Linked DNA regions of Mus musculus: all the other regions are linked to region 1. The links are chromatin contacts, called in public Hi-C, HiChIP or PLAC-seq and promoter capture Hi-C maps. All regions are on one chromosome and are shown on one strand. The core of a region is the stretch at or near the end of the contact, and the rest is flanking DNA. Distances in the headings are between cores, read along the strand shown. Region 1 has its middle 15 kb from the start of Gm10522. Region 2 holds the start of Adamts4 (a disintegrin-like and metallopeptidase (reprolysin type) with thrombospondin type 1 motif, 4). Region 3 holds the start of Tomm40l (translocase of outer mitochondrial membrane 40-like). Region 4 holds the start of Atf6 (activating transcription factor 6).

The links. Promoter capture Hi-C pulls out the DNA fragments that hold promoters and counts their contacts. Hi-C and Micro-C count contacts between places; a contact is called where the count stands out from the background. HiChIP or PLAC-seq counts read pairs in DNA pulled down with a chosen protein or histone mark.
Region 2: a contact with region 1 is called in a Hi-C map of the HPC-7 cell line, with 3 times the contacts expected there. The contact joins the promoter of Adamts4 here to the enhancer-like site in region 1. A contact is called at or near these places in 3 of 39 promoter capture datasets (the C10 cell line, the HPC-7 cell line and HPC-7-derived erythroid cells), 1 of 15 datasets of contacts at CTCF or cohesin (large pre-B cells), 9 of 484 Hi-C or Micro-C datasets (B cells, the G1E-ER4 cell line, the HPC-7 cell line and 4 more), 3 of 115 datasets of contacts at active chromatin or transcription factors (the HPC-7 cell line, bone marrow-derived dendritic cells and neural progenitor cells) and 3 of 9 other capture datasets (adipose tissue, embryonic stem cells and liver).
Region 3: a promoter capture Hi-C map of the HPC-7 cell line shows a contact between it and region 1, with 5 times the contacts expected there. The contact joins the promoter of Tomm40l here to the enhancer-like site in region 1. A contact is called at or near these places in 11 of 39 promoter capture datasets (the 3T3-L1 cell line, 3T3-L1-derived adipocytes, the C10 cell line and 6 more), 1 of 15 datasets of contacts at CTCF or cohesin (large pre-B cells), 10 of 484 Hi-C or Micro-C datasets (the Ba/F3 cell line, CD4 T cells, the G1E-ER4 cell line and 6 more), 5 of 115 datasets of contacts at active chromatin or transcription factors (the HPC-7 cell line, bone marrow-derived dendritic cells, large pre-B cells and 2 more) and 3 of 9 other capture datasets (adipose tissue, liver and pancreatic islet).
Region 4: a contact with region 1 is called in an H3K4me3 HiChIP or PLAC-seq map of bone marrow-derived macrophages, with 4 times the contacts expected there. The contact joins the promoter of Atf6 here to the enhancer-like site in region 1. A contact is called at or near these places in 16 of 39 promoter capture datasets (the 3T3-L1 cell line, 3T3-L1-derived adipocytes, the C10 cell line and 10 more), 1 of 15 datasets of contacts at CTCF or cohesin (CD8 T cells), 5 of 484 Hi-C or Micro-C datasets (B cells, bone marrow-derived macrophages, embryonic stem cells and 1 more), 20 of 115 datasets of contacts at active chromatin or transcription factors (the 230-238 cell line, the HPC-7 cell line, the SCID.adh cell line and 10 more) and 3 of 9 other capture datasets (adipose tissue, liver and pancreatic islet).

The regions. Positions count from the first base shown.
Region 1 is chr1:170,994,916-171,001,906 of GRCm38.p6, forward strand. No RefSeq gene overlaps it. Among named protein-coding and RNA genes, the nearest start is that of Gm10522, 15 kb to the left of the region's middle. Within about 2 kb of position 3,431, at least 167 of the 459 cell types and tissues checked have an H3K27ac peak or open chromatin away from gene starts, as enhancers often do. A contact at or near this core is called in B cells, the Ba/F3 cell line, CD8 T cells and 14 more, where this site is marked.
Region 2 is chr1:171,247,583-171,254,573 of GRCm38.p6, forward strand. It overlaps Adamts4 (a disintegrin-like and metallopeptidase (reprolysin type) with thrombospondin type 1 motif, 4), which reads left to right and starts at 2,547. Exons shown (of 9, transcript NM_172845.3): 1 at 2,547-3,887; 2 at 4,955-5,278; 3 at 5,505-5,637; 4 at 6,311-6,481. The coding sequence starts at 3,267. It also overlaps a transcript of Ndufs2 not described here.
Region 3 is chr1:171,219,550-171,226,540 of GRCm38.p6, forward strand. Tomm40l (translocase of outer mitochondrial membrane 40-like) reads right to left here and starts at 2,965. Exons shown (of 10, transcript NM_001037170.2): 1 at 2,826-2,965; 2 at 2,355-2,604; 3 at 2,023-2,090; 4 at 1,619-1,711; 5 at 1,256-1,357; 6 at 998-1,103; 7 at 752-874; 8 at 560-636; 9 at 245-347; 10 at 1-111. The coding sequence starts at 2,469. Apoa2 (apolipoprotein A-II) reads left to right here and starts at 5,505. Exons shown (of 4, transcript NM_001305549.1): 1 at 5,505-5,572; 2 at 5,738-5,817; 3 at 6,117-6,249; 4 at 6,594-6,830. The coding sequence starts at 5,766. The coding sequence ends at 6,717.
Region 4 is chr1:170,864,993-170,871,983 of GRCm38.p6, forward strand. It overlaps Atf6 (activating transcription factor 6), which reads right to left and starts at 2,779. Exons shown (of 16, transcript NM_001081304.1): 1 at 2,658-2,779. The coding sequence starts at 2,709. It overlaps Gm9929 (a long non-coding RNA gene), which reads left to right and starts at 2,838. Exons shown (of 2, transcript XR_003948181.1): 1 at 2,838-2,922; 2 at 3,589-5,752.

The sequences.
Region 1 (6,991 bases), core at 2,181-4,680:
ATAATAACACCCGGCAATTGTGGCTAGAAGGCAAGTTGTAGAGGAACAAACTTTGCTCATTCACCTCTCAGAGCAAAGGGGATTGGAACAAATGGGAATCCAGGAGTGGCTAGTAGCATGGCCATGTTCTCAGGCAAAAGCAGTAGCTTTAAACCAGATAGGTCTGATTCTTACAAGATGATCACTTCTTAGAGAGTCTTTGTCATCAGAGATAACTCTCTTCCTCTATAGAGTGGGCAGTCTTTCCATGGAGCTTTGCTCTTCTTGGAATCCAGGGCAGTCATAAGCTCAGGACAAGGACTGGACACCTTATGGCTCCTCTGGTATTGCTGGAACAGGACCTTGTACAAGGTAAGTTTCAGTTACTCTTACTTTTGTGTCTCTAGCCTTGATGAAGGATGAGGTAGGTTAGGCACCACCCGTTTTTATGTGGACACTCTGGTTACCATAGCTATGCAGAGTGAAATAGGAGAATTCAGAGTCAAGGCAGACACACCAGACTTTCTGTCCTGCTTCCCATTACCATGCAGGGCGGAAGGAGTCAACTCTTTTCAGCAAATCAGTTCTGAGTATGTGTTATAGAATCATCTTTCCCAGCTTCCAGTCCATTTTCTCAAAGCACTATTCATCTCAAGCCCATGTATCCAGTTCTAGAAAAGACTTCTACAGACAGCCAGATATTCCTGACCAAGCCACTGGCATGATCAATAGATAGCCCCTGCCCACCCCAACACACACACACACACACACACACACACACACACACACACACACACCAGATTCTAAATACCCACACCTCTCCCTTAAATTCACCCCAGCCAAACTTCTTTCCATTGTCTTCCCACATAGAAGAATGGCACCTCCTGAGCCAGAAACCCAGATGTCATATGTGATGGTTTGTATATGCTCAGCCACTATTAGAGTACCACTATTAGAAGATGTGGCCCTGTTGGAGTAGTTGTGTCACTGTGGCTGTGGATATAAGACCCTCATCCTTTCTGCCTGCAAGCCAGTATTCTGCTAGCAGCCTTCAGGTGAAGATATACAACTCTCAGCTCTGCCTACACCATGTCTGCCTGGATGCTGCCACGCCCTCACCTTGATGATAATGGACTGAACCTCTGAACCTGTAAGCCAGCCCCAATTAAATATTGTCTTTGACAAGATTTGTATTGGTCATGGTGTTTGTTCACAGCAGAAAATCTCTAACTAAGACATCATGGTTGGGTCTCTCTTTCAAAACTCACATCCAACTTTTGGCAGTTTTTCTTGCTAAACATCCTAATCTTACTTACACCATTTCCCCCTTAGTCTTAATCGCCTTCATCTGCAACCAGAGCCGTTGCAACAACCTCACTTGTCTTTCCCTCAGTCTTACTTCTCAACCTGTCTGTTACCAGAATAGTCTTCTTAAATCCCAAGTACACTCTGCTGTTTAAAATGATGAGTGGTACCCCGTGACCTCAGGGTAAAGCCCAAACTCATCATGGCCTGTAAGGCACACAATGGTGATGTGCAAACACCTTTTATAGTCTACCTGCATCTCACTATGCTGCACTCCTCGCTCTCAAAAATGCAACGAATTTAATGGACAGAGGTCCATTTTATCTTATTTTAACATTCTGCCTATAAGATGCCTGTTCTGCCTTCCTAAAGCTAATGGGTTCAAGAAAGTTTAGCCATTTGCATTGTTTCAAGGAACATGGGAAGACCTTAATAGAAATGGAGGCTTTCCCATCTCAGGTGTCTGGGTTCTTTGTCTCTGTAAACCCAAAGCATAAATTTCATAGGCAACAAGAGGAGGGTGTGTGTATAATGTTTATTATAAGTTATTTGTAAGTTCAAGAGATTGGAGGCAAGCAGAGCTCACGTATAGCAAGAGTATGTCCCAGGTGAAGGATTACCACCAATGATCACTGTCTAGGGATTAATAAAGCTTTTCAAGGTTGAGGCATAGGAGTGAGCTGGTCTGCTGGTCTGCTTTCCAAGGGCTGGACTCTGGCAGGCTTCCTTCCCCCAGAGCTTGGCAGCAGTGAACAGTGCCCTCTAGTGTCCTTATGCAGGCCTCTGAAATTGGTACCCTAACATGGTGTCTTAGTCAGGATTTCTATTCCTGCACAAACATCATGACCAAGAAGCAAGTTGGGAAGGAAAGGGTTTATTCCGCTTACACTTCCTCGTTGCTCTTCATCACCAAAGGAAGTCAGGACTGGAACTCAAGCAGGTCAGAAAGCAGGAGCTGATGCAGAGACCATGGAGGGATGTTACTGGCTTGCTTCCCCTGGCTTGCTCAACTTGCTTTCTTATAGAACCCAGGACTACCAGCCCAGGGATGGCACCACTCACAATGGCCCCTCCCACCCTTGATCACTAATTGAGAAAATGCCTTACAGCTGAATCTCATAGAGGCATTCCCTCAACTGTGGCTCCTTTCTCTGTGATAACTCCAGCTTGTGTCAAGTTGACACACAAAACACATGCCAGTACACACAGCATGATTCTTTTGTGCTTCTGGAAAATAGAGAGTATAACTATGCATAGTTTTTAGTTAGTTCTACATTTTCCTGTCCTTCAATCTTGGCAGAAGCCTGAGTTTTAGCCTTTATGGTCATCTAGAATTAAGGATTCCTTAGTGCTTAGTACTGGCCAACATTATAGCCCTCAGCCTGAGGTCTGGAAACCCAGTCCCTCTAGACTCTGCTGCATTAAGTAGAGTCTTTGAGTTCTGGAAGAGAGCATCACTAGGTGGCTTCCTACAGCAAAATGACAGAAAACAGAAAACAGCTTACATAGACCCCCCCCCAAAAAAATGGCTTTACCATGTGGCATACCAAGTTTCTTAAACATGTAACTATAAATTATAGATAACGTGTAATAATATTGTTGCTGGTGGTGAAACCTTTACCCAGTGTTTCTAGTCTCTCGTCATCATCAGAAAACCTTTTTCTTTTAATGAGGCAAAGTAAGGAATTAGGAGGAAGTTGATTTCAGAACGAAAGTGCACACTCAGGCAGTGGGTGAGGCCCCCAGAAATGGTCACACTGCGCAGAACTTTGGGCAACATTTTTAGGGCAATCTTTAATGCAGGGAAAGAGTATCCATGAGTTAAGGCAGAGAAAAAAATCAGGGAACCACAGGGATGGGCTGGGATCCCTTTCGTTTCCCCGACAGGGCTACTATCCATTTTTGTCTTTATATGGAGATTTCAGATATGACATAGCAACAGATGCATGAAGGGAAAAGGGCATTTTACAAGGCTAATCATATAGAGACGTCATTCTGATGAGGTAAATGACAGTTGCCATCTCTGCTGGGCCCCAGTCAGTTTTGGGTGGTCTTGCTTTTCCTGTTTAAGGAACGTACCTCTCCATGACTGCAATCTGCTGTTGCAGCAGTCTCTAGCCTACCACAGTGCCCGCAACAGTGCAGACACTTCCTTCTCTTTGCCTCGCTCTCTTCAACACGTCAGCCACTTTTCTTTTCTTGTGAAAGCATGCTGAAGCTGACCGCAGCAGCTCCGGGCAGCGTGCGGTGCAATAGCACCATGTCCAAAGACTGACAGAGAACTGGCCAATCCTTGTACCTCAGGATCCAGCAGAGTGGGATTTGTTGGCCCCAGCCATGTTCACGTGATCAGCGCGATGCCTGGCAAGAGAGTGGAATCCTATGACTGCCTCAGAGCGACGGTTCTCAAAATCAGCCTCCGCATTGCTTAGAAACTTGCTGGAGATGCAAATTCTCAGGCCCTACCAAACTTAGAAACTTTGAAAGAGACCCAGCTCTCCAGATGACTCTGCTAGAGCGCAACTTGGAGAATTTCTGGCTTAAGCTAACTGAAAATGATTTCCTGGTGCCAGGAAAGCTTGAGTCTCCCCTAAATCTCGTGATCACCACATACTGAGAAAGATCGTGTTTTGTTACAGTAGTAAGTCAGGGAATTAGAACTGACTGAAGGGGGCAGTTCTTAGATGGGCTTCCATGATTCAGTCTGAGTGGTCCAACAAATGGCTGTTTTTACAATGGAAAGGCTTTGAACTAATAGTTCAGTCCACAAGACTAGGAACCTCCCCGGTGCCAGCCTGGTGCTGAAGGCCAGGAATCTTGCTAGTGAGCCACTTGTCTTCAGCCCACAGTGAAAGGCAGAAGAAACTAGGCTCTCATGTCAGTGAATGACGGAGGTGGGTGTCAGCTATGCAGCAACAGGGTAGGTGAATTTGAAAGCGAGGCGTATTGTAAAAAGGGGGTCTTGTGTTTTGTTTTAGTTTTTTCTTTTAATGTCTGCTTCTCTTTCTTTCTTAAAGATTTTTATTTAGAAGTTGTATCTTGGGTATTCTAGGTTTCTGGGCTAATATCCACTTATCAGTGAGTGCATATCAAGTGACTTCTTTTGTGATTGGGTTACCTCCCTCAGGATGATATCCTCCAGATCCATCCATTTGCCCAAGAATTTCATAAATTCATTCTTTTTAATAGCTGAGTAGTACTCCATTGTGTAAATGTACCACATTTTCTGTATCCATTCCTCTGTTGAGGAACATCTGGGTTCTTTCCAGCTCGTGGCTATTATAAATAAGACTGCTATAAACATAGTGGAACATGTGTCCTTATTACAAGTTGGAACATCTTCTGGGTATATGCCCAGGAGAGGTATTGCTGAATCTTCCAGTAATTCTATGTCCAGTTTTCTGAGGAGTCACCAGACTGATTTCCAGAGTGGTTGTACCAGCTTGCAATCCCACCAGCAATGGAGGAGTGTCATTGGTAAAAGAGGCCCCTTGGTCTAGCAAACTTTATATGCCCCAGTACAGGGGAATGCCAGGACCAAGAAGTGGGAGTGAGTGGGTAGGGGAGCAGGGCGGGGGGGAGAGTATAGGGGACATTTGGGATAGTGTTTGAAATGTAAATGAAGAAAATATCTAAGAAAAAAAGAAAAAATATTTTTATTTATTTTATAATAAATAAATGCCACCACAAGACAGCATCAGAACCCATCACAGATGGTTGTGAGCTACCATGTGATTGCTGGGATTTGAACTCAGGACCTCCAGAAGAACAGTCAATGCTCTTAACCACTGAGCCATCTCTCCAACCCAACACTTGCTTTTCTTACAAACAATAACCAGCTCTCTTAACTCCCTGTCAGCTGTCCTCCCAGTGTCCAGTGCAGCCCCTACAAATGTTCCTCCTTCAGTTTCCCTAAATAGTCCCTTCTCCCAACCATTGTAGCCTATCTGCTACAGCCTCTCCCACCTCAACTCACTCCTAAACTATCTCCTGCACCAACTGCCTTCTCTTCCTCCTCTGCTGGCTCAATCCTCTTCCTCAGCCTCTGCTGGCTTTTTCATACCCTTTCCTGCCAAGGGTCATGCAGGAGGAACAGCAAATGGCTTTAGAACTCACGGAATGCAGCCCACAGGTTATCACAGCCACATGGGTGGGCCTCAGGGTGGCACGGCCCTGAGGACCACATGTGAGGCCTGCTGCCCTCACATCATCTTAATCTAAGAATTATGAAAATTCTAAGGGAGCTTCCAGTCCCTCACTGGGCAGTGTCTCTGGCACTCACAATACTAATGCTTGATCTCTTTCAGACATTGCTGCTGGAGCAGATTAATGATTCAATCACCACCCTAGAGAAGAACTTAGAGACACAGAGTGTCAGCAGTGACAACCACCCTTAGAAAACATGTGGAAAAATAAACTTGTTAGTGAAGCTAGTTGAGATGTTTTTACTACTGGCTCTGATATATATATATATCAGAGCCAGTAGTAATATATGATATATATATATATATATATGTTAAAAATAAATAAAAAAATCTTAGGGAACAATATGAAGTTCAGAAAGGCACATGGTCGGGAACAAGAACAATGACAGCACTGGCTGACGTGACTCTCACTGAAGCTGGACTGGTAATAATTGATTTCTTATATCCACTTTTGCCCTCAACTTCCTGATATGATTTATTAAGAATTGTTAGCCGGGCGTGGTGGCACACACCTTTAATCCCAGCACTTGGGAGGCAGAGGCAGGCAGATTTCTGAGTTCGAGGCCAGCCTGGTCTACAAAGTGAGTTCCAGGGCAGCCAGGGCTACAGAGAAACCCTGTCTCAAAAATACCAAAAAAAAAAAAAAAAAAAAAAAAGAATTGCTGATGAGTAGATATGCATTCTGAGGATTTACAGTAGATATGACTGTTTTTTATATAAAAGTTAAGATTTCTTTTAACATTTTTACAAGATTACTTTTAAAGATAAATAACAATTGCTCCTTTCTTTGTAACTGCAGATTGTTGCCTGCTAGTAAGAGAAATTGGCTTAGAAAACTCCCTTGCTTGCTTACACTTTGTTAATCTATAACAAGTTGCCTGGTTGTGAATGTACATGGGTTTTGGGGAATAATTTGTTTTCTTTACCTGTACTACATAGTTATTTCTTGTAAAGGTATTGGATAACACACTGTTTTCCATAATCATTTTCATAATCATTTACTGGAAGAAAACTAAAATGTAATCACATTGTAATTGCATACTGCTTGAAAGATTTTGCTGGGATATGTAAGCTATGGAAGAAAGAATGTATGGCTGGGGACTGGCGAGATGGCTTCACCTCAGAGGTTAAACGCACTGGCTGTTCTTCCAGAGGTCCTGAGTTCAATTCCCAGCAACCACATAGTGGCTCACAACCATCTGAAATGGGATCTGATGCCCTCTTCTGGCCTGTAGACATACATGCAGACAGAACTCTGTATACATAATAAATAAATCTTTTTTTAAAAATGTGTGGCTGGAACATTGTTTCTTTCTGTATATGGGTAAAGTTTGTGAAAATGGGGGTTGCAACAGTGTTCCTTTCCATCCATCAACTGTGTGCATGTATGTACACATGTAAAGCTTGTCTGGGTATGGCTTGGAGCTCACTCTATCCACCCATTGTGTATTTATGTATGCACGTGTATGTGTGAAATTCTTGGAGCCTGCTTGCTGGAGCTT
Region 2 (6,991 bases), core at 1,297-3,796, 250 kb after region 1:
GGAAACGGGCTTGTGTGAAGGGACTCAAGTGCAGATGGGCAAGTCACAACAAACGGGAATTCACAGCCAAGGCCACGAGCGGTGGTGGAGCAAGGGGGCACTTGGTGCAAAGATAAGGAAGCAGCAATTTACAAATGGGAGGGGAAATGCTCTGACAGTGACTCTTCAATCCCTGCGATGCCCAAGTCACAGACTCAGGGAGCACCCTTAGCAATACCTAGTAACCCGCCTCCATCCTGGACGGTCTTACGTGCCACAGTCTTCCTCAGACGTATCTAATAACATAGACATGTAATAATTCCAGGACTCTGAGCCTAATTTTGTATGGACAAAGAGTTTTCCTGCCCTGGAGACTGATTTTTGTCTTTTTGTCTCCAAGCCCGGCTCCAGCTGGGCCACCCACTCTTTGAGGTTCTCCAATTTTCTCATTGGAAAGAGACCTCCTCCACATCTCCCCCAGACAGGGTCCCTGGGACATAGGCCACCAGCGGTGCAGCTGGGTGGAGCAGACAGACCAGGGGAGTGGCACCGAGCATTCTTTGTTGCAGAGGAAGAGGAGAAAGCCAGATTTCTAGGCTAAAAATTGACCTAATGGGAAGCATACCAAAGGGTGGGGCCAGAGATCCGTTGGCTGTGGGAACTGACCAAGACCTGGTGTAGACAAGGTGGTCCCCAGAAAGTCAAGGCAGAGGCTTGGTCCCCTTACCCTCTACAGCCACCTCTCCTTTTCTGGGCCTTTCTTCCTGAGATATAGTTTAAACACAAAATGTGGTGATGATGGGAGGGGGGGTTCCTCATTTTTGTGTTAATCCATCCTATGTGAAGTCAAGACAGACTCTAGCTTGCTTAGCCCTGGGGGTAGTTCAAGCAGGAACTGGGATGAGAACTCTTGGGGGGCTACCTAGGACACTGCATCTTTTGTGCCTTCTCCTTCTGCCAGCACCCCCCTCCCCACGTGCTGTAGCTGCCACTCTGTGGCCCTTTGTCTTTCACTGCTTAGTCACACTCTTTGTTCTCAGCTCAGATGGGGGGATGGAAAGGGGTAATAAGAGTATCCTGGTGACAGCTCCTCTTGCCCCTGTCCCTTCTGGTCCCTCATCCCTTGTGTGATTGACTCCTCCTGCCTCAGCCCCTCTGCTCAGGACCAGGGAGGGTCAGGGCATGTGATGGGTCAAGAGGTGAGACTGGAAATCACCAGAGGGTGGGTAGTTCAGGAAGTGATAGGCACCAGGACAGGTATTAGTGACGGGAGCAGGAAGGGAGGGGGAAGAGGAAGCATTCTGAGGAATATGATGTGGGGGACAGGAGCTGACCAGGCAGAGAATGAATAAGGGGACAGGGGCAGGGGAGGTGGGGCTTCTCTGGGAAAGGGAAGGGACTGCTGAGTGTACTCTCCTTCCTGGGGATTTCCTGGGGAAACAAGTGGCCATAGGGTGGAGTGAGCAGAAATTGCCCCGCTCCTGAATGCTTCATTTCCTTGCCTTGAGAGAGTGTGCTTTGGTTTCTTAGTCCCCCCCAGTTCTGGAAGCAGAAGAGTCATTAGTTCCCTCCTCTAACACCCACACACATACACATACTGGTCACTATCCCCATCCCAGGTTCTCTCTCTCTCTCTCTCTCTCTCTCACTCTCTCTCTCTCTCTCTGAGATGTGTGTGTGTGTGTGTGTGTGTGTGTGTGTCTCCTCCCCTCCCCCCATGGGAAATGAGGAGTCAAAGATTACTAGATATTCCAGGAACTATTGGATTTGAAAGGTGGGGTCAAGGAAGTAGCAGAGATGACTTCTGGGTGAGAGAGAGAGAGAGAGAGAGAGAGAGAGAGAGAGAGAGAGCGCAGGTCTTGTCTAGGTGAGGGTCTGGCTGACTTGAGGTAGTGGGGGTGTGCTGGGGTAGCTGGGTGTGGGTAGGAACGGGGCCAAGAGCCTGGGGGAATCTCCTGGGAGCTGAGCCAGGGAAATGGGCACTCAGGAAGTTGGGGAGGAGGAGGCCTAGGGTGGAATGGCTGTTCTATGCTTTAGACGCTGGGGTAACTCGGGGGGGGGGGGGGGGCTTCAGAGAGGGAGGGAGGGAGAGAAGGAGAATGAATGAGAACAGACCTACTCTGGATGTTCCTCCTATAAAAAGACAAGTAGTTAGCTCCTCCTTTTCTGTCTGTTTCTTTCTTGTTTCCATTCTAACAAAGTTCTAACAGCTGTCTCCTTGCCTTCCTGTGTGTACCACCTCTTCTTCTCAGTGCCTTGGTCCCATCCTCTCTTCTTTCTCTCCTAATGTTTTCTTACCTGTTCACCACTTCCTTTTAAACCCAGACAGCTTGGCTCTAACAGATTAGCCTCTGGGGTAAAGGGTAGCATAAATGACTTCCTCAAGGAAGTGAGGAAGCATAGGCTAGACCAGGCTGGATAGGAAGGACCTGAATTCTCCCAGGACAGAGTCTCATCTGTGACTGCTGTCCAGACCCTTTCCCCCAGTCCTGACCTCCCCTGGGGCTCTGTCCCACAAAAAAAAAAAAAAAAAAAAAAAAAAAAAAAAAAAAAGACCGGGAAAGAGACAGCTGAGGGCTGATGGTGGGATTTGGGAAAAAAGATGTGTCATCAGCTGGCTCAGTGCCTTAAATGCATCTGCTTGCTAGAGATTCCCTTCCCCTGGGCAAGTCCCTTCCCTCCCCCCCCCCTTCTTTTTTAAGGAAAAAAGAAAACCACTAAGGTCTTTGGGAAGCAATGATACATCCTCCATCCTTCAGAGTCCCAGTGACCAAGCTTCTGGCTGAGTGGCTTACAGATCTGCCACTCACACACAGAGGGCGGTTCTGGATGCTTAAAAGAGCTGGAGGGGAGAGAGGCTGGGGAGAACCCGGGGAAGACCCACAGATACACAGAAACGAGAGAGACAGAAGAGGAGAGAGACAGAGACAAAGAGACAGCAGCAGGAGGAGGAGGAGGAGGAGGCAAAGACAGGGCGAGCACTGAGGCAAAGCCAGACAGCTGAGCAGAGGGAGAAGCCAAGGAGTCACAGACAAAGACCTGGGACAGAAAGGCAAAGGAGGAAGTTTTGGAGCAGAAAGAACCCGTGGGCACTTTTCCTGAGCCCAGGGGCTGTTTTCTTTTTCATCTTCTCTGAAAGTCCCTAGCCCATTTAAAAACTTTGCCTCAGATTTTGGCACAAGCCCCAAAGCCCTTCTGGCTTTAACGAGGAGCCTTCCACAGTTAGGGTGTGGAGCATTTTGGTGCCGCAGATGGCCTCAATCCATCCCAGCTGCAGCCCGGGTACCATGTCCCAGATGGGCTTGCATCCCAGGAGGGGCTTGACTGGGCACTGGCTGCAAAGATTCCAACCCTGCTTGCCGCTTCACACTGTGCAGTGGCGGAGGCTGCTGCTGCTGGCCTTCCTCCTGTCCTTAGCGTGGCCCGCCAGCCCCCTCCCCCGGGAGGAGGAGATCGTGTTTCCAGAGAAGCTCAATGGCAGTAGCATCCTACCTGGATCAGGCGTTCCTGCCAGGCTGCTGTACCGATTGCCAGCCTTTGGGGAGATGTTGCTACTAGAACTAGAACAGGACCCTGGGGTGCAGGTAGAGGGTTTGACTGTACAGTACCTGGGCCAGGCACCTGAGATGCTGGGTGGGGCAGAGCCAGGTACCTACCTGACTGGCACCATCAATGGAGATCCGGAGTCGGTGGCATCTCTGCACTGGGACGGGGGAGCCCTATTAGGGGTACTGCAGTACCGTGGGGCCGAACTCCACCTCCAGCCTCTGGAAGGAGGCGCCCTTAACTCTGCTGGGGGACCGGGGGCTCACATCCTACGCCGGAAGAGTCCTGCCAGCAGCCAAGGTCCCATGTGCACCGTCAAGGCTCCTTCTGGGAGCCCGAGTCCCATTTCCCGCAGAACCAAGGTAGGCAACTCTGGAGATCATGCCCCGTGCCCGTATCATTCCTCCCGCCATGTCTGCCCTACTGACCCCTATTCACCCTCTCTCCTCCCACTTCCACTTGCAGCTTTCCAACTTCTCTCCTTCTCTCTGCCTTTCCCATCTCCACTACCCTTTCTTTGAAAAATCCTGGCTACTCCCTGCTTCGGTCCTTTGCTTTGCTCTGAGGATTCCCTGAGGTAGGTCAGATTCTCTGGGCCGGAATGACCTCTCCCCCTCTCTCCCCCGCCCCTTCCTGGCCCTGGAGTCTCCTGCTGACACAGTTCCCAGCAGTAAAGCTCTCCCAACAGCCTGTTGGCCTAGGCTCTTTTCTCTGCCCCAGTGATTTTTTACCCCCACCCCCAGCTACAGGAGTAAAATTTGAGGCCCGGGGGATTGAGTTTTTGGCTTCTGATGTTCCGTTTAAAATTGTTCTGGTAAACTGCAAACTAGGGCAGGAGGAGGCTGGCATCCCATACCTCTGGGTCAATCTTCTTCCCACACTGTGGGCTGACTGCAGGGCTGCCTGAGGCACTATCCTCCCTCCCTCCCACTCCTGGTCTCCCCCCTTCTTCTCCCCCCACCCTTCCTCTAGCTTTAATCCAGACCAGACACTCCTTCCACACCCGCCACGCTGAGATCTGGCTGTGGCCCTAGCTGCTGACTGAATTGTTCCTCCAACCACACAGTGCAGACACGTCGCCGCAGCTCAGCCTCTAGTCCTACTCCCACAAGCCCCGCCACACTTGGGGACCCTAGCGCCCCTCCTCCCTGAGTCAGTCCCAGCTGCTTTTCACCTCTGGGGCCCACTTAGCCATGAAACGTGGCAAGCCTCCTCTTCTTCCAGAACGACAGCTGATTCTTCAACATTACCACAAAAACACTGGGATTTGGGGTTAGGGGGAGGGCCCAAACCAGTCAGTCACTTCAGGAATCCTGAGGCACACGTGAGGGCCAGCTAACTCGGCTGAATTCTAGACCCCGGAATGAAGGGAGGTGAGAGAGATCTCAGGACCCTCCTCTCTCTCATTTTTTTTCTTCTTCTCCTCAAGCGCTTCGCTTCTCTGAGTAGATTCGTGGAGACACTGGTGGTAGCAGATGACAAGATGGCAGCATTCCATGGTACAGGGTTAAAGCGCTACCTGCTGACGGTTATGGCAGCTGCCGCTAAAGCCTTTAAACACCCAAGCATCCGAAACCCTGTCAACTTGGTGGTGACGCGCCTGGTGATCCTGGGGTCCGGCCAGGAAGGGCCCCAAGTGGGGCCAAGTGCCGCCCAGACCCTACGCAGCTTCTGCACCTGGCAGCGGGGCCTCAACACCCCTAACGACTCAGATCCTGACCACTTTGACACAGCCATTCTGTTCACCCGGCAGGTAAGGCCTCAGTCAGCACCACAGGAAAGGGACCACAACCCAGAGAGAGGCACAACCACTCCACGGGCCATGATGGAGAAGATGCCCCTGGAGTTACACACGAGCCTGGCGCCAGCCGCACAGCCATGGGGTGTCTATGTGAGCCCTGACCGTGCTGGCCCCAGCGTCTAGTTCCTTGCTAACCTGGATATCAGCCCTAAGCATCGTCTGTGCTCCTTCTCCACAGGACCTGTGTGGGGTCTCCACTTGTGACACCCTGGGTATGGCTGATGTGGGCACAGTGTGTGATCCAGCTAGGAGCTGTGCTATTGTGGAAGATGATGGGCTCCAGTCAGCCTTCACTGCTGCTCATGAACTGGGTAAGGAAGCTCTGGGGCAGTGTGGCACCTGAACTGGATGTGAGGGGGGCTGAGGATACTCTAATGATATAAGGGGCTCACTAGAGAACAAACTGAGGTACCAAGATATCTTCCTTCCCAGCCCTAAGTCCAGGGTCAGAAGCCCTCTGTGCTCTGGGTGCAGACAAGCATAGATTCTTCCCCCCTCCCCCCAAGACAGGGTTTCTCTGTGTAGCGCTGGCTGTCCTGGAACTTACCCTGTACACCAGGCTGGCCTCTAACTCAGAAATCCACCTGCCTCTGCCTCCCAGGGACTGGGATTAAAGGCATAAGCCACCACTGCCCGGCTCATGGATTCTTCTAGTAAATAAAATAGCAGGTGGAAACTTACTTTGAACTGTATGCACATACATGAGTATTCATGTTTGGAAGGGGCGAGAGTAAGGGAATAGGAGTGGAGGATTGGGAGTGTTAGCAACAGTGGAAAGTAAGCAGAGAGGAGCCTTTCCTTTGGGGAAGAGAAGATAGGGCAATAGGGGCTCCACATTGAATCTTCAGAGAACCACGAGGGGATCTGAGAGCGGGGCAGGGAAGGTAGATCTGATCATCGACAGCTGCACCCAAGTGTATGATGGAGCCCTGGGAGGACACGGGATGGACCCTCTAGATGCCAGCAGGACCTTTTCTCTTATAGGCCATGTCTTCAACATGCTCCATGATAACTCCAAGCCATGCACTAACTTGAATGGGCAGGGGGGTTCCTCTCGCCATGTCATGGCTCCTGTCATGGCCCATGTGGACCCTGAAGAGCCCTGGTCGCCCTGCAGTGCCCGATTCATCACTGACTTCCTGGACAATGGTTATGGTAAGCTGGTGACACCTTTCTCAGAGTAGAGACTTAATTCCTGCCCTCTCTCACTGGATGCTTATTTCTGGAATATTCTCTGTGGGCCACACTGAGTCCTCCATGTGTGTTCTATCTGCTGTATGTAATGGGGTAAGAAATGCTGCTGCCTTGGTGTGGTTCCCACTCCCTATGACAACAAATAGCACAGATAAGGGGGTGAGGGAGCTTATATTGGCTCCACACAATTAGAACTGACCCTTTAAGGGCCAGCACTGTCCCAGATTGAAACGGACTGGCTATGGATCAGTTGACCATCTTGCCACTCAATAAAGTGTGCAAGGCTGCAGAATGACTATCTCCAGACAAAAGTTCTTATTTTATTTTCTGTATGTGTGCATACATGCTTGCCGGGGCCCTTGGAGGCCAGAAAGGGGGTCTTGGATCCCCTGGAGCTCGAGGCAGTTAGTGAGTCACTTGATGTAGTGCTGGGAACTGAACTGGAGACCTCTTCAAGAGCTCTTAACTGTG
Region 3 (6,991 bases), core at 1,715-4,214, 220 kb after region 1:
GGAATCTGTTTCGCCAGTGATTGAGGAAGGCTCCAAGGGCTAGGGTGACAGGCAGGGGACGCATCTTCTTCTCCAGCACCGCACCAACACACCAGTTACTGTCCACCAAGCCTGCCGGGGAAAAGTATATTGACCCGGTTGATTAGCCAGACTTGGAGTATGGAGTCAACAGAAGTAAGGTAGAGCCTCCCTCCCTGCATGTCCCCAAATCCCTCACCACTTCTAAGTGTCTCAAAACCCTCACCTCTAAACACCATATCGGCCTGGGGCAGAGTCAGGTGGTAACCAAAGGAGAAGGTCGTATCTTGTAGCCTTGTATTTGCCTCAAACTCTACTCCAACCTGAACCTGAGAAGCAGGGACAAGAACGAGAGGAGGACCCGTCGCCATGAATCCCACAGGAGTTCTGGCAGGGTATAAGCAAGCTGGAATGCATGTGTGAAAATGTAGACCAGATGAGGCCAGAAAGAATCATAGGCCAGAAGCCTGGGAAGACTCGAGGGGCAGAAGGTTCTGGTTGACTGACTCACTAGGCTAAGAGATGAGCTTGGTAGTCTTACCTGTTCATTGGCCTTGTGGTAATAACTTGCATGGGCCCCACCTGACCCAACATTCAACGTAGCTACCCAGTGGACAGCTGCAGGGTGGGGGAGAACAGAGGGAAAAGGCAGTTACCATCGTAGATACAGGCAAAGGAACCCCAGAAAAGCCCCGAGTCTCTCCTCCTCACCATCATTCACTTGATCTCGTACCTGAGTACTTCCCAGCCAGAGTCAAGATGGCCCCCTCTTCTCCTGGCCGCCGGTGATAAACTAGCTCTCCTCCTAGCACAAGCCGATGGGTGATGCTCTGCAGGAAGTGAGCAACCATGATCACTGTCAGGGAGAGAGGATGCAAGAGTCAGGGAGTCAGGTTTAGTTTCTTACCATCTGGTCATTCCCACCCTAGCCTAGCCAAAAAGGTCCCCCCACCCCCAGAACTCCGTCCCAGTTCCCCACCTGATTCCCCAATCAGATCCGGATTTCCCAGGGTCAGAGTGGCTGTGTAGTCATCTCCCCGATACTCGCCATCAAACTGCCATGTCAGGAACTTGGCCTGCTGTGTCTGGGTGGGGAGAGTAACAAATAAAATACCCTTCTCTCTGTTTATATTCAGTATTGCCTCTGCTCCTCCTCCCCCTGCGTCCCCCAAGGCAGGATACCCATGGAGGAGAAAGAGAGGTGCCTCGGTGGATGGAGGCAGGAACTGTGGGTCACCTGGAAGACAGCCTTAGCTCGCAGCCGTTCTGCCAACAGAAGCAAGACCTGGGCGTTGAGACTGCCACTGCTGTCCATATCCCCCACCACAGTGGGGAACACCTGTTAGGGAGCGTAGACAGGAAGGCTGAGATGGGTAGGTAGCTCTATCCATTGGCACATGAACAGGAAGGGATTTCAGTAACATCTCACAGTGCCCCCTGGTGGACGCCAAAGACAAACTCGGGCAGCTTTGCACAGGACTAGCTCGCGTTCAGAAGAGGCACTGAGAACATAGTTGCTGATCACACACATTTCCAAATTCTCAAGACCTACGTCCATGTGCGTTTTACACAGTTGACGCGAGTGTGGGGGAGCCCTCACCTCTGTGGGGCTAAGCTGCCAGTCCCCTGCATAGGCGGTATGGAGGTGGTACCCTGGCAAGCCCAGGGCACTCATGTGCACAGTATGAGCCACCTGAGGAAAGAGGAGACAACGGAGAACAGAGCATTCTATTTCGTTTCAATCCCGTCTCCCACCCTTGACCTTTTTTTCCATCCAGAGGGGGCTTTTTAAAACCTCAACTATTCCAACGCATGCAGAGGGCCACTGGACTTTAAGCAACAAGTCCCACATCTTGTTGCTTAAAGGCATTGGGGGGGGAGGACCCCACACTTCCCCTCATTTGTCCCACATAGCCTAGCCAAGACAGGACTAATAGGTGTAAAGAGGATCCAGAGACAAGCAGGGAGGAGGGGGGTAAGTAGGGGCCAGACCAGTGGGAGCACCTGGAAATGGCTGCTCAGAACCTTGTTGACAACCAGCTTCACGCCTTCCATCTGTGCTGGGAATACATCTGAAGGGAAGGAACATGCACAGATAAGGACCCCTAACTACATAGACGGACTCCCCTTTCAATTGCATATGAAGCACTGGAGGAAATGACCTCCTTTCAAATCCTGCAACAAAACGCTCTGCTTTGAACATCTGGTCCTTTTTGACTGCCGGATGCTCCAGCTGTGATCTCCCCTCGCTGTTCACATCACTGGACATCAGCATTCAGGACCCTCCCCTTCTCTATGACCCTTCATCCTGAGACACCCAAAAGCTGCGGTCTCACCTTTGCACAACCGGTGCAGCTCGTCGAAGCTCCCGGGGTTGGGCAGCGGTTCCTCTCGACGGTGGCTCCGGCGGGGTAAAGTACCCATCGGTGCCAGGCCCAGGGTGTTCCCCATTTTAATCCAGAGGACAGGGAGGGGTTGGGGTTAGCCTGGGGATAAAATCTATTGCTCCCTCTATCCCCCACGGGCTCCACCCCCCATCATCGGGCTCCCCAGTTTCAGAAACTTCCATATGGTTCAATGCTAGACCTGCAATAAGGAACAGTAGGGGGAGAGAACACCGATGCTAAAGTTGAATCCCGGGCACACTCCCGCCCCATCGTTGATCCCTCACCCCCACCTGTCACCCCCGTCTGCTCTCCCATTATCTAGTCTTAACTACTACCGCAGGCTTCCGCTGACTTTCTAGTTTCTCTGTTCTTCATTCCCACGTCCCAAGGGTCTGCCCGCAATGGAACACTAGCCCTTACCATCTCAGACCATCCTGCAGCCTCTTTCCCCCTAGGCACACCCGGTCATCTTGATGGGGGCAGCCATCTTGAGTAATGGCAGAACTGCAGCTTCACCCTGTATTCCAAGCATGTCCGTAGGCGCCATCTTGGAAATGGGCAAAGGAAGCGCCCAAAGACCCAACCCACTCAATGATGAAAAAGGTGCCTCAATTTACTAGTGACCAATAGGAGAGGAGAAAACAGAAGAGTGGCAGGCCTGCAGGCCCCAGGGCTTCAGTCCGAGTGCAGTGGCGAGTGGGAGTTTGTGGGTGGCCCTTTAGACGTTAGTGGAAGGCCCCCTTTTAAGACCGCCCAACCTCCTCAAGGTCGAGATAAACTCTTGAGCATTCAAGACACTAGAGGGAGCATTTTGCCTATTAGACCAATGGAGTTCCTTAAACCGGAACGTGAGAAAAGTGAAACTATAGTTTGAAGACCTATTTTATGAATATATCACACTCAGGGGTTGTGAAGACGTGGTTCACTTTACCCTCCACCTTCCTGAAAGCCGGCTGGAGAATCCCCACAACTCTCCACTCTATACCACCTCCAAAGGACTGCTACTCACAATCCAACCCCCCAAAACAGACCTCTACCGCCCCCCGCCGTCCCCCCTTCCCCCGCTGGAATTCACAGGCCTTGCCTTCCCGGCGTGGTGGCGCAGGCGGATTTCTAAGTTCGAGGCCAGCCTGGTCTACAAAGTGAGTTCCAGGACAGCCAGGGCTATACAGAGAAACCCTGTCTCAACGACCCCCCCCCCCCAAAAAAAATGACTGTGAGAGTTCTGAGGGCGAGGAGAGAGTTGTGGGCAGAACTAGCTTCCGAAGCAGCTACCCTCTCTAGTTATTATTTACATGGAGAAAAGACAAATAAAATCTAAGAATACAACCGCAGCCTGAAGTTACGCTCCTCCCCCCAGGGCCAGGGGCAAGCAGTGATGTGACACTAGAGGTAAGTCCACAAGAGGACAACTGGAAATATGCAAGATTGCATATGCAAGGGTTGAAGAGATGGCGAAGTGGGTAAGAGCAGTGACGAGGCTGGTGAGGTGGCTCAGATGCTTCCCCAAAAGTCATAAGTTCACTTCCCAGCAATCACATAGTGGCTCACAACCATCTGTAATGGAATCTGATGTACCCTTCTGTTGTTTGCATTTATACATGCAAAGAGAGAGAGTCGTGTGTGTGTGTGTGTGTGTGTGTGTGTTTGAGAGAGAGAGAGAGAGAGAGAGAGAGAGAGAGAGAGAGAGAGAGAGAGAACTGGCTACTTTTCAAAGGATCCAGGTTCAAATCCTAGCACCCACAACTTTAATTCCAGTTCCAGAGAATCTGACACTCTTACACAGATACACGTGGAAGCAAAACACATAACTAAAATAAACAGATTTCTTGGTCTTCGGTTGCACTCTCCCTCCCTAGCTTCCACACTTCCACCCCCGTATCTCTCACTAATATTCCAGTACACACAGGGTAAGCTTGGTGGCAAAAAGGTGAGTGATAGGAATGTTTTCAGTAGCTACTGAGTTGACTCCACTGGAGAGCCCTGGGCCTAGCGAATGTACCTCTGTCCTTCCACACAGTTAGAACTGGGCCAGGGGCCAGGACCTAACTGATAAGGGGATCAAGTGTCCAGGCCCTTTGACCTTGATTTGGACAGAGCCTCTTAACTACTGAGGTTGGGAGCAGGAGGGCAGAGGCTATTTTTCTGAATTTGTTTTTTGGAGGCAGGGAGCACACATTGATGAGAACCCATAAATGGACTTGTATTTCATGATTATTTTAAAGGAATTTCATTCATGAGACCTATCAAATACAATAATTCCAATGCAGCATTTTCTCTGTGTGTCTTTTGTATGTCCGTGAGGGGTGTGTGTGTGTGTGTGTGTGTGTGTGTGTGTGTGTGTGTGTGTGTTTGTGTGTGTGGTGTTCATGCCCCCTTCCTATCTCATTACACATTAACTCAAAAAGGGACAGAGGCAGTTGTACCTGTTCTGACTTATATCTTCATAACCCCCATTCCTTTCCACCTCCTATTTCAATTCATTTCCCTTCTTCCTCTTTCTTCCTCTTTCTTTCTTTCTTTCTTTCTTTCTTTCTTTCTTTCTTTCTTTCTTTCTTTCTTTCTTTCTTTCTTTCTTCCTTTCTTCCTTTGAGACAGAATCTCTCTGTGCCGTCCTGAGACTCACTATATAGATCGGGCTGCTCTCAAGTTCACAAAGACCAATCTGCCTCTGACTCCCCGGGGCTGGGATTAAAAGCTTGTGCCACTGTGCCTTGCTCCTTTCTCCTTCTGTTCCCAAATTCCTCTCTGCCAAATTGCTATGAAGGGGTGAAGGGTTGGGGAAATGAAACTTGTCCATAATAAGGTAAAGATGACGAGGGCTAAGAGCTGCATGTTGGAGCTTTCCAGAAAAATAACTTAGAATCCTGATTACCTGATGGATACATATAAACCCATCAACTCCTGATCCCAAAAGGATAAATCATAAGCAGACATTGGCCTTCACTAGAGTTTATGCCCCTGTGGTTCACTGTGACACCAAGAGTCCCTTTTGCTTGTCCTTTTGTCCATGTCTAACCCTTGTTTACTCCAGCCTGATCTCTGCCCTTCTGGACTTGCCATTCTCCGTATCACCTGACGGGGTGGGGGTGGGGGAGTATATGTGTATATAGCCCCTACCTCCAGTCAAGCCCAGAGTAGACGGGAAGGACTGCAGCACAGAATCGGTATGCTGAGGGAACAGAGCTGTGGGTGGGCAACGTGCAAAGAGCATGGGACTTTAATTGTGGAGAGGGAAGGAGCTAAGTTAGAGTGAGCATCCATCTGGGTGGGGGGGAATCCCTGCAAGGGGCTGAAGCCCCTCTGACGGCAGTGTTCTTTCTCACCAGCAGCACTGTTCCTAGGCCATAGTCTGCCATCATGAAGCTGCTCGCAATGGTCGCACTGCTGGTCACCATCTGTAGCCTGGAAGGTGAGGTTTTGATACGGGGGAAACCAAAGGAAAGAAGGTACTGAGAGTCTTGGCTGCCCAACTCTCTTGTGCTTCTTGTATAGGTTGAGTGCATCAACCAGTGGACTCAACAGGAAGATTATTCTCTTTCTAAAGTCCAAAAACCCAAACCAACTCAAAACCACCAACAGAAAATACGTAGCAGGCCACCAATTTGGGGAAGGGGCTAAAAGCTGGGGTGGGTCCTGTGGGGTGTGAGGGGAGACCGGGATTCATTGCTGGCAGTCTACATGCAGAGACTGTGATCTATGTTTGTGTAGGAGCTTTGGTTAAGAGACAGGCAGACGGACCGGATATGCAGAGCCTGTTCACTCAATACTTTCAGAGCATGACTGATTATGGCAAAGATTTGATGGAGAAGGCCAAGACCTCAGAGATTCAGAGCCAGGCCAAGTAAGTCTCTGGGAGAGAACTCAAAGGGCTACAGGACTGCTTCAGGGAGGGAGGGAGGGAAGTCTCCCAGGAATCTTAACTCAGGGGTTGGAGTTAGGGATGCTCAGGCTTAACTTGGGGAGAAAAATCCCTTCCTTACCCTAGATGAGGGCAGCAAGAGGTGGACCTTGGACTCCAGTCTGCAGAGTCTGATCCTCTGCTGCATGGACGGCCTACCCACTCCGCCTCTAACAGGCTTTGCTATATCAGGGTATACCAGGGTATATTATTTGGGGACCCTAGTCAGTCTGCTCTGACCTTCATCACCAACAAAGACTCTAACCTCTGCTCCTCCCGTTCCCCAGGGCATACTTTGAGAAGACACACGAGCAGCTGACACCCCTTGTCAGGTCAGCAGGAACTAGTCTGGTGAACTTCTTCAGCAGTTTAATGAACCTTGAGGAGAAACCGGCTCCTGCGGCTAAGTGAGATGTGCCAGGCCCAGTCTTCCCACCCCAGCTGCTCCACTGGCCACCGCTAGAGCCCCTCTCCCTACCTTCTGCCTGTTTTCTCCAATAAATGCGGAAGGAGTTAAACTTCATGCCTCTTGTGTCTTTGGGTGTTTGGGAGAAGTAGCAGGGTGGGGGAGGAGAAGGAGGAAGGAATAAGAACTATGTTTCAAAAAGGAGAAGGAGACAAGTTTTGGTATCATGGGGAGGGAAAGGACTGAAGAAACCAGAGATGGACGTGACAGAGTAGGTGC
Region 4 (6,991 bases), core at 1,529-4,028, 130 kb before region 1:
CCCAGGGTTGGCACCACCCACAGTGGGCTGGGCCCTCTCACATCAATCATTAATCAAAAAATGACCCATAGACTTGCCTGCATGACAATCTGATGGAGGAATTTTCTCAATAAAGGTTCCCTCTTTCCTGATGTTTCTAGCTTGTGTCAAATTAAAAACAAACAAAAAACCTAACCAGCATAGTAATGTAAGATGTCATCAGTAGAGGGAACAGTAGAGAGAAATATATGGAACTGCATGTACTATCTAAATTACTCTAAAATTCTAAAGCTGTACTTTTAAAAAGGATTATTAAGTGACACATTAAATATAATTGGGGAGCAAGAGGCAGGAAACTTTTGAAAGCTGTAGGCTACCCTACACTATATAGCAAGACCTTGCCTCAAAGACCTCAAGGTATGGTACTGTACGCTTGTAATCCCAGCATTCCAAAGGCTTAAGGCAGGGACATCAGAAGTTTGAGGCCAGCCTGGGCTACACAATGGCCTCTAACAAAAGGCACTTGTGTGTAACCCAAATGCCAGTCTCCATAGCCTTGGTGGGAGCACAGCCATGCTTGCCCATCTATACCTTCTGCTACGGCTGTTTCTTCCCTGTGGCAGAGCAGTTTCGACAGAGACCACAGGACAGTGATGCCTAAAATAGCTGCTCTCTGAACCTTTTCAAAAACCACTTGCAGATGTCCGCTCTAAGTGTCATTAATCACATTTAGAAAATAAAAAAGTAGAAGTACATCCCATCGTACCCTGTGCTGAGATAACGTCCTTCAAATTGTACAAGTTGTTCTTCATAAGAAATACCAATTATAAAAGCCAATTTTTAAAATTTAACAGTACAGCTGTTAAAATTACTACTAAATACATCAGTAAATTGACCAAAAATTCAAAACAGCAACTACCAAAGAACCTATTATTTTATTAAGAAGCCCTAGTAGACAGTAGTGTTCAACTCTAATGCCTGCAAAATCTATCCTACCTACTGAACACCTGAGGGAATAAAAGTACTGAACCAAGAGACAACTGTTAACAGTCTGAAAAGGGAAGGCTAAAAAACATTGGGGAAATGACATATTCAAGAGGAGACAGGGCAGGATACCTGAGAAAGGAGTCAGTCAGCTGACTACAAAGAACTGCGCATTGTTGAAGAATCAAGATTAGGAGTTAGGAAAATGCAGCTGAGAATCAGACTCTAGGACAAAAACGATACCATCAGGAAGTGCCTTTTAGTTATACTTTAAGAAATGCCACAAACATAATGGTCAAATGATTGAGAAAACTAATTCTAATTGTAACTACCCAACATATCTAAGTAGACTTGTTAAGAACATTAGCATTAGGAAGAATCTAGGCTTGGGGGGGGGGGGGGGAGCAAGTGTTACAGAGTAGAAAAACCAGAGGCACAGACTTCAAAGTTAGATAAGCCTGGTTCTGATCCTACTTTATCACTTACTCGTCTAAGACTCAGAGAACAGATTCTGTCAACCTCTGTTTCAACATCTATAGGATGGCGGGACCTCATTGGACTGTTATGAACATAACATAAATAACACATGTAGTGTGCTTAGCAAAATAAAGTCCTAAACAAGTGACTGCTGTTACTATAACAAAAGCATTTAGCTGGGGAAATGAACTGGAGAATGAACATTTAAAGGTTTTTTTTTTCCAGAAAGTTGTCAAAATCGGCCCAAAGATTAAAATAAACCTTTTATAGATTGTAATTGTAGAGAGCATCTGCCACTGTTAAATTAAACTAGGATTCCAACACTTCCTAGTTGAGGGCCCACTCATGTTATAGTGGAATGTTAGTCCATGAAAAAAAAGTGTCCCCAAAACTGAAGGACAATGTAGTCTCACTACAGGATCCATTGAGCCACCTACAGAACTCCATTCACATATTAACACACATAATCCTGTTAACATTCTGTCTTGAAATCGAGAAGGGACTATCAGCTTTCTCTAAGGATTTGGATGCCAAAGCTTGTTCCTTGTCATTCTCTGGTCCATCCTTCCTGAACACTAAAAATAGACTTAACAAGAGATTTCAGAGCTGTGTTTGGACAGCAGTCAGGATTACATCAGTTTGTGTTAGATCTAGTAATCAGGGACACGAGGTCAGGTGCTTGGGAGAGTTTCTTCTTTGCCAATTTGGATCTATGTCTTAAACCAACAGTTCAAGCTGGGAGCCAAGGATTTTCTTCTGTATTTTAACCAAGTTTTCTCAACATATCTCGTACACGTTCAGTGCGCGCGCGCGCACACACACACACACACACACACTCACACACACACATACACACACACACACTCAGCGCTCCCCAGCCACACGCCCACAGTCTGAGAAAATAGCTTGGAGCCTTTGGGGCAGCTACAATCATCATCCTACTAAGTTCTGGTCCCTCACGATCACCTGGAATTTCCACCAGGAACACACGCTGAAAAACTACAGCAATTTCAATTAGAACATCATTCCATTATTGCTACGGCCAGGACAGAAGCCCAGAGGCTCTGCCAGCCTCTTCTACGACCCTCAACCCGTGGCCTCGCTCCCCGGACACGGGTCGTCCACACCTGTCACCGCCACCGGGCGGAAATCGGGAGGAGAAAAAAACCCGCAGACGCGGCCCGACCTAGCTCGGGTACATTCGCAGATCCACTCACCCCAGTCTTCATCTGGTCCATGAGGAAGAACCGGACTAAAAGGCGACTCCATGGCGCCGGCAACACAAGCCGGCTTCCCCGAAACAGACACCTCTCCCTCACAACTCGGATGGGTGAGTAACCTGAAACGGCGGCGGCCGGAGGACAAAATAAGCTGAACGCTGACACGGACGGTGGCCGGGCGGAGGCAAACTATCTCACCGCACGCGGGAACTGGGATCCAAAGCTAAGGAGACGTCAGCAGATAAGCAAACTCAATAGACTTGTGAGTAAATATTTCCCTACGAGGATTTCAGCACTTTCTGTCCCGCTGTGGGGTTTTGTGGTTGTTCTTTTTTGTTTCTCTCTCCCTCTCTCTCTTTTTTTTTTTAAATTGAGCGAAGAGCACGCAGATTTTACCGCTTTGTTAAAATTCGCTGATAGTACTAAAACTGAAAAGTCTCCTGATCATAGTGGCTTGTTCTTTGTGCTTAATACTACGATATAGACATCTCAGAACGAAATTAGAAATTGACAGTAAACCTGATTCTGTATTTATAAATGCTTTTCAATCGCTGTAAAAATTTTCCACGTACACGGTAAATAAAGAAAAATACAAATTTCCGACATGTGTTAGAACCACTCCTTTACTGGGACAGAATCCGAGGTAAACTTTCTCACAAATAATACTTGTAGAAAACCCACCTTCAAACAAATTTAAACAAAGAAAATATATAAGATAAATTCTCCATGTCCGCACTTACCTCCTAAAGAAGAGTTTCTAAAACTCGCAATAAGCTGTCAATCTCTTATTACTAAAATCCAAAATTCTAAATATTTTTAGAGAAGAATCATGCATCACGGATTCCAACTGGAAAATGTGAGCAATTTGAAACAACAGTTTCGAGAACCTACTTAGTGTTGTTTACTTTTCGGTTTTACTCGATTTCAGTAGCCAGGGACTGCATTCAAACCCAGACGGTGAATGAACACGGATCCCTCTAGGACCGAGAGGAACTTTTCCCATGGTTACAAACAAACATAAATGCTTCCCAGAATCCTCCGAGCTCCTCGTGGCTGCGGTTACTACCGATTGCGATTGCGGAATGCAACAAGGTGAGAGGAAAGCCAGGTCAGAATTCGTGAAGTCCGGCTGGGACCACACCCGCATACACACGTGCAATGCACCGCCCGCGCGCACATACATACATATATACATACACACACATACATACACACATACATACACACATGCATGTGCAATACGCAGCACGCGCGTGCACATACATGCATACATACACGAACACACGCACACTCGCGATTCTGAAGTCCCCCTACGACAAATGACATTCCTTTCGTCGTTGGAATTATATATATATAAATTTTAAAAAAAAAATTTTTTTTTCGAGACAGGATTTCTCTGTGTAGCCCTGGCTGTCCTGGAACTCTGTAGCCTCAGAAATCCGCCTGCCTCTGCCTCCCGAGTGCTGAGATTAAAGGCGTGTACCACCACCGCCCAGCCTTTAGTCCATTTTTTATATTTACTTTTACCATGTTTAAACCTGTTTGTAAATATATATGTTGAGTGTTGGGGAATTTCTTTTTTAATTCACATAAATGTATAACACGGAAATGTTCTCCAAATTATTGTCACTAGGCATTCATTACTCTTTGAAGCTCTCTCGGGGTTTTAATTTCTACATTCCCTTAAATACATAGCATCATACTTGTTTACCTGAGACGGACATCTGGGTCTTTGAATTGTTTACCAGTACATAAGATATATTCTCTGCAACTCTGCCTTTCACATGTGTGCTGGGTCACTTGCTAAATTAGCAGTTTACATCCTCACCAACATATACGCCAAGACTAGATATGATCAGACTTTTACAATTTCTGTCACTATGAATCGGTGTGACTATAGTTTACATTTCTCTGGCTGAATTCCTTCATGTTCATTAGACTGTGCCCTGTTGTGACCCACCCACTCTTTCATAAAGTGTGCTACTCGGTCCCCTTCTCCTAGTGATGTGCAGGTAGGTCTCCACATAGCCTACTTAATTCATTTTACTGATGTATATGTTGCATCTTCTCCTAGCTTAGCATTTGTCTTTATTTATAGGGGTTCTGCTCTCTCTAGCTGGTGAGTGTAGTGAATTTGTCAACCTTTTATTATGGGTCTGATACTTGTATTTTAAGAAATCCTTGCCTATTCTGAGGTCATTAAGGATTTCCTCTTCATACTTTATAGTTTAGTTTTCATTATTTCTGTTACGTGGTATCTTGAATATAATGACACTATTGACTTTTGTACCACACTCTTGTGCCCAAAACCCTTGCTGAATTCGGTTACTGTTACACTTGGCCTGTGTGCTTGCTTCTTAGGATTTCCCACTTAAAAGAGTCTTACGTTGTTCAGACAGTAACCCTTTAACATTTAACAAAGACAAGTATGGTGGATCCCCATGCTACTACCACCCCAGCCTCAACCATTTGTCATTCCTGTTTCATCTATCCTCCCTCCCAGAACCTTTATGTTAAGAGTGCTTGCTATTCTTGCAGAGGACCTGGGTTCAGTTCTCAGCTCCCACATGACAGCACACAACCATCTGTAACTCTAGTTCCAGGGGGCAGGACGCTCTTTTCTGCTCCAAGGGATCCTCCACATATGTGGGGCACATAAACTCAAACAAATTTACACACATACGCGTAAAAATGAAATTATAATGTCTATCTAGAGTTGGCTTGTGCAAATGAAGTTAGATCAATGCTGTTTAACTGACTTCCATAGGCCCACTTCCCTTGGTGCCAGATGTTGAAGAAACCTAAGTCTTGTCTGTATAACTGCCTACTTTGTAAGTCTGCCAACTATAGGGATTTTTAATTTGTTCCTAAAGCTACCAGTTTTACACTGGGGAGACTTAACTTTTATTTTTGCAGAATTCTTCACAATTCTAAATTCAAACCTGACTCCAAGGTCACTATGAAAGTATGTTCATTAAAAGAGTAAAACCATTTATTGGTCATGAATATGTAACCTGGAGATAATTGGTAAGCCTTAGTTTATACTCTAGTGGTAACCTACCAATCACTACTGGCTTGAGGGAAAAAAAAAAGAAACTAATGAAATCACACCTTAGTTTTATTGTGTCTCATCAGACTATTAGATTTTATCAGATCAGCATTACACTATAAGTTATATATTACCCTGAAGAGGGAAGCCAAACATTGGGATATAGAGATTAAAGTTAAGATTTCTACTGTCAGTCTTGGATCTGATTTGGATTCAACCACATCCGTGCTCAGAGATAGTGCTAGTTAAAGTTAGCCGCTCACAAAAGAGAAACAAAAAACCATGAAAGTTGGGGGTGGGGGGTTAAGGGTGGGAAAGGAGGAAGGAGATGTGTGGTGATTGTGTGATTGAAACTGTCAAAGAATATATTTTTTTAAAAATTTATTTATTGGTTATATGTAAGTACACTGTAGCTGTCTTCAGACACTCCAGAAGAGGGTGTCAGATCTCATTACGGATGGTTGTGAGCCACCATGTGGTTGCTGGGATTTGAACTGCGGACCTTCGGAAGAGCAGTCGGGTGCTCTTACCCACTGAGCCATCTCACCAGCCCAGAATATTTTTTTCAAGCCTGGAGAGACCCAGAGGTTGGATACCATTTGTTGTAGTGCACTTAATCCAGGGCCAGCCACCACTTAGCTGCCCACACCAACCTCACCAAGCCTAACACGTTGGCCAGGGGAACCAAAATTTTGGTTCCTGGTAACACCTACCTGACCCAGCAAGAGGGTGGACACTCAGGTCCCGCTGCCCAATGGCCCAGAGCAGTGTAAACACACCTTGATCTGTTTTTCTGTTGCTTTGTTTGAGATTCTGGTAGCCAGACTGGCCTCTACTCAGCTTCCTACAGAGCTCACTCCAGGACTCCTGATCCTCAGGCCTCCACCTCCAGAGTCCTGGAATGGCAGGCATGCACCACCGCCCTGGCTGGGCTTTGCATAAAGAGATAGGTTTCCCACCCATTTCCGCACTGTTACATACAATTAGCTTTCTAAAAGGTATTGTCCCTTCCAGCTGGAATGTAGGGAGCCAGAAAGCAGCCGCCGCTTGTCTGGTTTGTTCACTGTATCCCTACAATGGTGCACACATTTCTCCGTGTACATTACATGGTAGACTAGAAAATGGAGCTTCAAATGAAATAGGCTACTCTCTGCTACATCCTGTGGTGTCGGATGAATAAAATGGTGAGTTGAGTCATATGAGATTGCACCTCTTCAACCATTTTTTGCTTACAAAGAGGCTCTCTTATAGACCCACAAGGTCTTGAAACGCTTTGATGCTG